2 separate regions of the Bos taurus genome follow, and region 1 is linked to region 2. The links are chromatin contacts, called in public Hi-C maps. All regions are on one chromosome and are shown on one strand. The core of a region is the stretch at or near the end of the contact, and the rest is flanking DNA. Distances in the headings are between cores, read along the strand shown.

Region 1 (3,862 bases), core at 151-2,650, 82 kb after region 2:
ATGAAATACTTTCCATGTTTCAAAGACACAAATGATACATGGGAAATCAAACCCTGAAAATTAATTTTTTAACAGTAAATTCATATGCCACATGCAAAGGGTAGTATTTCATGGACAAAGACTCTAGTTTTTTAAGAGAAGTTATCTTTTGCTTTCTGTGGTTTCAAAACATTTCTTAATGTTAACACCTTCTTAATAATCTGAGCCATATGAAATTGTCATCTATTTAAAGTCAGATACCACAGAAAAGTGGCAATTTCATATGGCTCAGCCCAACAGATCAACAAACTACCGAACAGAAGATTTTTTCTAGTTGCAAAGGGATTATTGAAGAAGTTGAACTTGAAAATTATTTCATTTTCAACATATTCTCATTTTAACGGAGAAGGAAGGAACGATGCCACACTCCCTAGAATTAAGAATTAAAGCATACAACGTTCTCTTCCTATCCTCAAGCACATACATGTATACCCCAGCTCCAAATGAAATCCCAAGAGTAAAATTAGGTCTCAACCCCTGCAAATTCCCAAGGAGGGCACCAAAAGTACTGGACAGCAAGCATGCTGAGGAAATTGGCTGCTGCTAAAGTCACCACCTGTGGTCTTGCCAAATGTCTGAAAGGGAATATACCATGAGTCCTGTGTACTGGGGAAGATGGAGTGGATGTCCAGGGGGCAAGGGTAAAGAGTTTGGAATATCCAGATGGGGAAGTCCTTCTCTGTGGCACACTGCTTGCCTCCAAGTGGGCGTTTGTATGCTATTTGTTTACTTTTTTTGTCTGTATGTCCGTGTCTTTATGCTTCCGGGTGCTCCTGGTTTGCTCCTGGCCATGTCTCTTGTGTTGGACAGGGGTGACTTTGTGCCAGTCGGCTTCTGTGCCTGCGCGCTCGTTTGTGCGCTGGATGGGTGTGTCTGAGTGTCTGTGGCTGTGGTTCCGTATAAGTCTAAGCATGTATGTCGGGGTACAGTGCGCCTGCCTGTGCGTGTCTCGGTGGGCACGATCATCTATTTCCGAATGCGAGGGAGTGCCGGAGTATTGCCATCTACCCTGAGACCAAGCCGCACAGGCGCCCCAGGCAGACAGGTAGCAGTCACGAAAGAACTGGCACCTTCTAGTTGGCTGGTAAGCTCGCCAGAGCCGGCTTCAGCCTCCGGGGCCAGCCGAGAGAGCCCCGAGGGAATGGTGGCCGACCCGCCCTCCTAGAGCAGTTGGGTCCCGCCCGGGCCAGCCCCTGGAGCAGGCAGGAGAAGGGAGGGAAGGGGCGGGAGAGGGCGTGGGCCTCGCCCCTTTGGGGCTTCCCGCGTTCTATTGGTTGAAAGTTGTAGCACGTCACGGGGAGGGCAGTTCCCCTAAAGTCCTGGGCACATAACGGACAGCGCGCACTCAGAGACGGCTTCTCCAGAGCGCAAGCTGGAACTGGCTGAACTGACAGGCACTGCGAGCCCAGAGTAGCCCCGGAGCTGAGTGCACCACGCACCCCTACCACACCCACACCCACCCACGGCCGCTGAATGAGTCTTCCAGGTGCTCGCTTGCTGCCCGCAGCGCCCCGCCGGAGGTCCGCTCGCTGAGGGCGGCTGGTGCGCCGGCAGCCTGTGCGCTCACCTGCCAGCCTGCGCGCCATGGGGCAGCCCGGGAACCGCAGCGTCTTTTTGCTGGCGCCCAACGCAAGCCACGCGCCGGACCAAAACGTCACGCTGGAACGGGACGAGGCCTGGGTTGTGGGCATGGGCATCCTCATGTCGCTTATTGTCCTGGCCATCGTGTTTGGAAACGTGCTAGTCATCACAGCCATTGCCAAGTTTGAGCGTCTCCAGACGGTCACCAACTACTTCATCACCTCCCTGGCCTGTGCTGACCTGGTCATGGGCCTGGCAGTGGTGCCCTTTGGGGCCTGCCACATCCTCATGAAAATGTGGACTTTTGGCAACTTCTGGTGTGAGTTTTGGACTTCCATTGACGTGTTATGCGTCACGGCCAGCATTGAGACCTTGTGCGTGATCGCTGTGGATCGCTACTTAGCCATCACGTCACCCTTCAAGTATCAGTGCCTGCTGACCAAGAATAAGGCCCGGGTGGTCATTTTGATGGTGTGGATCGTGTCTGGCCTTACCTCCTTCTTACCCATTCAGATGCACTGGTACCGGGCCAGCCACAAGGAAGCCATCAACTGCTATGCTAAGGAAACCTGCTGTGACTTCTTCACGAACCAACCCTATGCCATTGCCTCCTCCATTGTGTCCTTCTACCTTCCCCTGGTGGTCATGGTCTTCGTCTACTCCAGGGTGTTCCAGGTGGCCAAAAGGCAGCTCCAGAAGATCGACAAATCTGAGGGCCGCTTCCATGCCCAAAACGTCAGTCAAGTGGAGCAGGATGGGCGGAGCGGTCTAGGACAACGCAGGACCTCCAAGTTCTACTTGAAGGAACACAAAGCCCTCAAGACTTTAGGCATTATCATGGGCACTTTCACCCTGTGCTGGCTGCCCTTCTTCATTGTCAACATTGTGCACGTGATCAAGGATAACCTCATCCGTAAGGAAATATACATCCTTCTAAACTGGTTGGGCTACATCAACTCCGCTTTCAATCCCCTTATCTACTGCCGGAGCCCAGATTTCAGGATTGCCTTCCAGGAGCTTCTCTGCCTGCGCAGGTCTTCATTGAAGGCCTATGGGAATGGCTGCTCCAGCAACAGCAATGACAGGACTGACTACACAGGGGAACAGAGTGGATATCACCTGGGGGAGGAGAAAGACAGTGAACTTCTGTGTGAAGACCCCCCAGGCACCGAAAACTTTGTGAACCAGCAAGGTACTGTGCCCAGTGATAGCATTGATTCACAAGGGAGGAATTGTAGTACAAATGACTCACTGCTGTAATGCCGGTTTTCTACTTTTTAAGACACCCCTTCTCCCCAGTACCCTGCAACAAAACACTAAACAGACTATTTAACTTGAGTCTAATAAATTTAGAATAAAGTTGTACAGAGATGTGCAGGAGGAAAGATATCCTTCTGCCTTTTTATTTTTTATTTTTTTAAGTTGTAACAAAATATATTTGAGTAACTGTTTCTTGTACAGTTCAGTTCCTCTTTGCCTGGAACTTGTTAAGTTTATGTCTGAAGGGCTTCAGTCTCAAAGGACCTGGGGCTGCTATGTTTTGATGACTTTTCCTGCATATCTACCTCATTGATCAAGTATTAGGGGTAATATATTGCTGCTGGTAATTTGTATCTGAAGGAGACCTTCCTTCCTGCACCCTTGGACTGGAAGATACTGAGTCTCTCGGACCTTTCGCTGTGAACATGGACTCTCCTCGCCCCTCTTATTTGCTCAAACGGGGTGTTGTAGGCAGGGACTTGAGGGGCAGCTTTGGTTGTTTTCCTGAGCAAAGTCTAAAGTTTACAGTAAATAAATTGTTTGACCATGACTTCATTGCACCTGTTTCTCCAAAACCCCTTGACTGGAGTGTGCTTGCCTCCCCCACTGGAAACTGCAGGTAACTATTTGTAATAACTGCCCGGTGACTTAATGTGGAATGACATGCACTGATTGCTTAACCCTTTCGTTTGCCTTTGAATCTGCCACTGCAAACCTGCGTCTCTTCTAACGCTGCTGCTCTCACATCAGTTCTTTCACTGTGTGCTCACCCAGCATAGCTCATCTTGCTCTTCTTACGAGTATTATTCCTATGTTGTAACATCAGAAACACTGACTCATAGAACTGGAGTTATGGGCATCTGTTGTGTGCTTCCATGTGCCTCTGCTGCCCACCTTCCAGTTCTACTTGTTTTGCAGCTGCTTATATTTTTATCTTTGTCTTTTCTCATAGTAGAGATCATAGTGCATCAGGGCTTGGCAT
Region 2 (4,283 bases), core at 694-3,193:
TCTGGTATCTTTAGCAGCTTACCAGAGCTTGGCAATTAGTAAGCTAATATGTGTACTGACTGCTCCCTCAAGGTTATTATAAGAAGAAATAGTGTAAAGGCCCTTGTAATGGGCTGAATTGTGTTCCCCCAAATCCACATGCTGAACATGTATCTTTGTGGTTCACACATTTCCTTCTTACCTGAACAATGGAAATGCTACAGAAATACTAACTCAACTTTTATTTCACTTCTTTTTACCTGTATATTCTATCAACACTGCCTATCTTCATCTTACCTATGAGTAAGGAAGGACTAAGAAGAAAGGAATTATAGGAAGGAAATGTCCTTTCTTCCTATGTCCTAATTTTCAGCCTAAGTGTTGTCTAATACAGAGAAGTAACATGAATAAGAAAGGATATGATGGGGACCCTTGGCCACTTGTGGTTCTTAGAATGCCACCGTCTTCCTTCTGTTTTCAAAGCAAGTTCTGATTTGAACAAAGACATGGCCTCTCAGTGGTACATATAGCACACTTGCCTGGTACTCACGTGAGTCTTGATGAACTTCCATGCATCATGGGTGCTGCTGAATTCTGTGTTCATGGGACATCATGAATGTCATATGCAAACTGGGCTTCAAGGATCATCAGTGGACATGTATATTACATGTGTATCTCCTCTGCTCACATGCATGATCACTCCATTGTCCCATTGGACTTTACCTACAAAACACAAGTTCAAAGATAAAATTATTAAGAATTTCAAGATAGCCACAACAGAGCATTAAACTAAACACAAGACCTGCTGAGTGTGGGCCCCTGTGCAACTAACTACACAGATTGCAAACCCTTGAAGCCAGCTCTGAGAAAGAAGGGAAGCCATCATTCAAGAGCGAAAAATTAAGTGGGTCCCAGACTAACTGGACTGGACTAACTGGAATTCCACCCAGGATTTTCCTGGTGGCTCAGACGGTAAAGCGTCTGCCTACAATGTGGGAGACCTGGGTTCGATCCCTGGTTCAAGAAGATCCCCTGGAGAAGGAAATGGCAACCCACTTCCAGTACTCTTGCCTGGAGAATTCTATGGATGGAGGAATCTGGTAGGCTACAGTTCATGGGGTTGCAAAGAGTTGGACACGACTGAGTGACTTCACTACTACAGACTAACTGAAAACAAACTGGCAAAGAATCAGCACCCTGTGGAGTCCCTAAAGCCTTCCTAAAAAGAAGTCCCAAAGTGAAGTTTAATATCCAGTTATTAAGAGTAGAAATAGGAATTAACTAATTTTCACTATTGGTCTATGGTATCTCAGGTCCAGTGGATTTTGTGAGACTGTGTTGGTGTGTGCTAAGTCGCTTCAGTTGTGTCCAACTCTTTGCGATCCCATGGGCTGTAGCCCACCAGGCTCCTCTGTCTGTGGATTCTCCAGGCAAGAATACTGGAGTGGGTTGCCATGCCCTCTTCCAGGGGATCTTCCCAACCCAGGGATCGAACCTGTATCTCTTATGTCTCCCTCATTGGCAGGTGGGTTCTTTACCACTAGTGACATCTGGGAAGCCCAATTTTGTGAGACTGAGAACCTATAAAACAAAATCCCTTTTTTAGGAGGACTGTGCCTGAGTTCTCAAAAATCAGTGTGCAAATCTTCAAGAACCCATTCTACTTCTAAGATAAAAGTGACCTGGATCTGTCAGTGCTGGGACAACATTCGGCCCTTTAATAAGGCAAAGCCCAGTTGGGGACCTTGCTGAGACCACAAAAAGGAAGCAACCAGGTCCATGGAACCCAGGGGCGGGAAGCCTGGAGACCCCGGTAGGGCGACCAACTCTGATAGGAAGTGCGTGACCTTAATAACTCAGAAACACTGAGTCTCATTTCTCTCTTTTACAAAACAAGAGAGTTGGATCTGGTGATCCCCAAGGGCCATACTGAGCTAAAAATAACCAGAACCAGCAAAACTTTGTGAGACTGGAGAAGGCAGAGAGAAAAGAGTGACAAAGTCACGTGGAGTAACTTGACAGTGAATAATGAACTGGAGACGGTTTTAGAAACTACTGTGACCTGGTCCTAAACAGCTCTTTGCAGGCCTTGAAAGTTTCCTGGCTGCTTGTGGTCTGACTTCTTCCAGGCCGAGGGACTGTGGGCGGGGGCAGTGGTTAGCAGTAGCTTTTCTCTCCAGCCTGCTTTCCTGCCTGCCATCTGGGGCGGTGTCTTCCTTCTTGTTACTCTCAAGACAACTTTGACCAATTTGTTACCCTGGGCCAGAGAAAGATCCTGAAGGACTTGTGATTTCCTCTAATGCTTTTCAGTACCACTGTTTTTCTTATTGAGGCTTCCCAGGGGCCTCAATGGTAAAGAATCCGCCTGCCAGTGTAGGAGGTGCAAGATACATGGGTTCAATCCCTGGATCAGAAAGATTTGCTGGAGAAGGAAATGGCAACCCACTCCAGTATTCTTGCTTGGAAAATGCCATGGACAGAGGAGCCTAGTGGGCTATAATCCATGGGGTTGCAAAAGCACTGGACACCACTGAGTGACTGAGCATACACACACACGTTTTTCTTATTAACCCATTCCTGACTTTTGATCACCATACGTCTCTAGGAACACTGGTGGAAACAAAGTTTTCAAGAGGCAGGAGAGTTTGAAGAAAGTAAGATAGGGTGAAAACCTGAGCCCCAGCTATGATGCTGACAAGGTGAGTGACCTCAAACAGGTCCTTCTTCCTGTGGTTATTTTTTTGTCCCCTCTCCAGCATCTCTTCGCAGGTGGAAGCACCCTGTTCACTTGTGGACACATTCCTATTATGAAATCCTAGTGTTTACGGGGGACTGACACTTCTCCCAGCTCTCAAGTAAGCTCATAAGGCCTCAATCCAGTTGGGATATCCTATCCCTCTGGCCACAGTGACGGAGCAGGGCTAAGAACAGGACCTGGTTAGAGCCAATGAGAAGATCTGAGACCTGTAAAAGGGCTTCTGGAAGAGATAGGTTTGGTATCTGTTCACTGGATTTAAAGGCATGAGCTTGTGAGGCTTGGAGCCGCAATTGCCATCTCGCTATTATGAATCTGAGCCAGTCTGAATGAAGCCAACAAATGCATGACGAAAAGCAGAACAAATAGAAAAGTACAGACACTGTGCCTCAGTGACATTTTCTGAGCCTCTAGATCAAACTGTGAAGTGAAAGTGAAGTTTGCTCAGTCATGTCCGACTCTTTGCAACCTCACGGACTATATACTCTATGGAATTCTCCAGGCCAGAATATTTGAGTGGGTAGCCTTTCTGTTCTCCAGAGGATCCTCCCAACCCAGGGATCGAACCCAGGTCTCCCACATTGCAGGCGAGTTCTTCACCAGCTGAGCCACAAGAATACTGGACAAGGTAACCTATCCCTTCTCCAGTGGATCTTCCCAACCCAGGAATCAAACCAGGATCTTCTACCTTGCAGGCAGATTCTTTACCAACTGAGATCAAACTGTGCTTGTAGTCAAAAAGCACCCCTGGATCTGGGCCAATAAATCTGCCTATTTAAGCTGCTTTAACCTGAGATTTTGCTAACTTGCAAGAATAGTAACTCTAACTACTATACTTCATTTCTCTGGGAATAATTCCTTCTACTGTAAAATAGCCATTTTATGGATAATAATTAGCATAGGCCAGCATAATGGTATTACCTTTCCAGGTGTGGCTGTAATTCCAGGGTGGTAGCAAAAACAACTTTTCAAAATGCCAAGAACTGATTTCTTCACCTAGTAAGCATCAAATTTCATGTTCTCATGAACATGTTGCACAGAAGCCTCTAATAGATGTAATTACAATTGTTCACACATAGTATAATTTTGTATTTCTAGCTGAGGTCTCTTCTGAAACTCAGATGCCATATCCAACTGAATACTGGATACCTCCATCTAGACGTTCTAGTCATCTCAACCTACAGGTCCCAAACAAAACATTGATCCTCCATGTTCCAATCCCCACCCTGTTCCCAGTCAGAATTAACAGCACCATCATTCACCCAGTTGCCCAAACCTGAAACCTGTAAATTTCCCTTTCCCCTCTCCTCCTTCCTTCACAATCCATTCCGTCTGCAAGCCTCCTGAAGTCTGTCTTCCAAACAGCTCTCATATTTTCACCTTTCTCTTTAGCACTCCCGGGGCCATCAATATCCTAACCAGCCATTGAAGAGATCTCTAACTGATCTGAGGAGGTTTCTCTCCTTTCGGGTTCTGGTTTCAGTCCCTTCTCCTAATTTCTTTGTGCCTAGAAGTGGCGAGAGCTCTGCTGCTCCCACCCCTGCTGGAC

Evidence for each region. A called contact is a pair of places that touch in the nucleus more often than the background predicts.
Region 1: a Hi-C map of liver shows a contact between it and region 2, with 3 times the contacts expected there. The contact joins the promoter of ADRB2 here to the enhancer-like site in region 2. A contact is called at or near these places in 2 of 11 Hi-C or Micro-C datasets (liver and an unstated tissue).

Annotation. Positions count from the first base shown.
Region 1 is chr7:60,231,306-60,235,167 of ARS-UCD2.0, forward strand. It overlaps ADRB2 (adrenoceptor beta 2), which reads left to right and starts at 1,401. Exons shown (of 1, transcript NM_174231.1): 1 at 1,401-3,430. The coding sequence starts at 1,624. The coding sequence ends at 2,880. All of the region lies in intron 3 of LOC112447452 (a long non-coding RNA gene), which reads right to left.
Region 2 is chr7:60,148,473-60,152,755 of ARS-UCD2.0, forward strand. No RefSeq gene overlaps it. Among named protein-coding and RNA genes, the nearest start is that of ADRB2, 82 kb to the right of the region's middle. Within about 2 kb of position 1,944, at least 11 of the 102 cell types and tissues checked have an H3K27ac peak or open chromatin away from gene starts, as enhancers often do.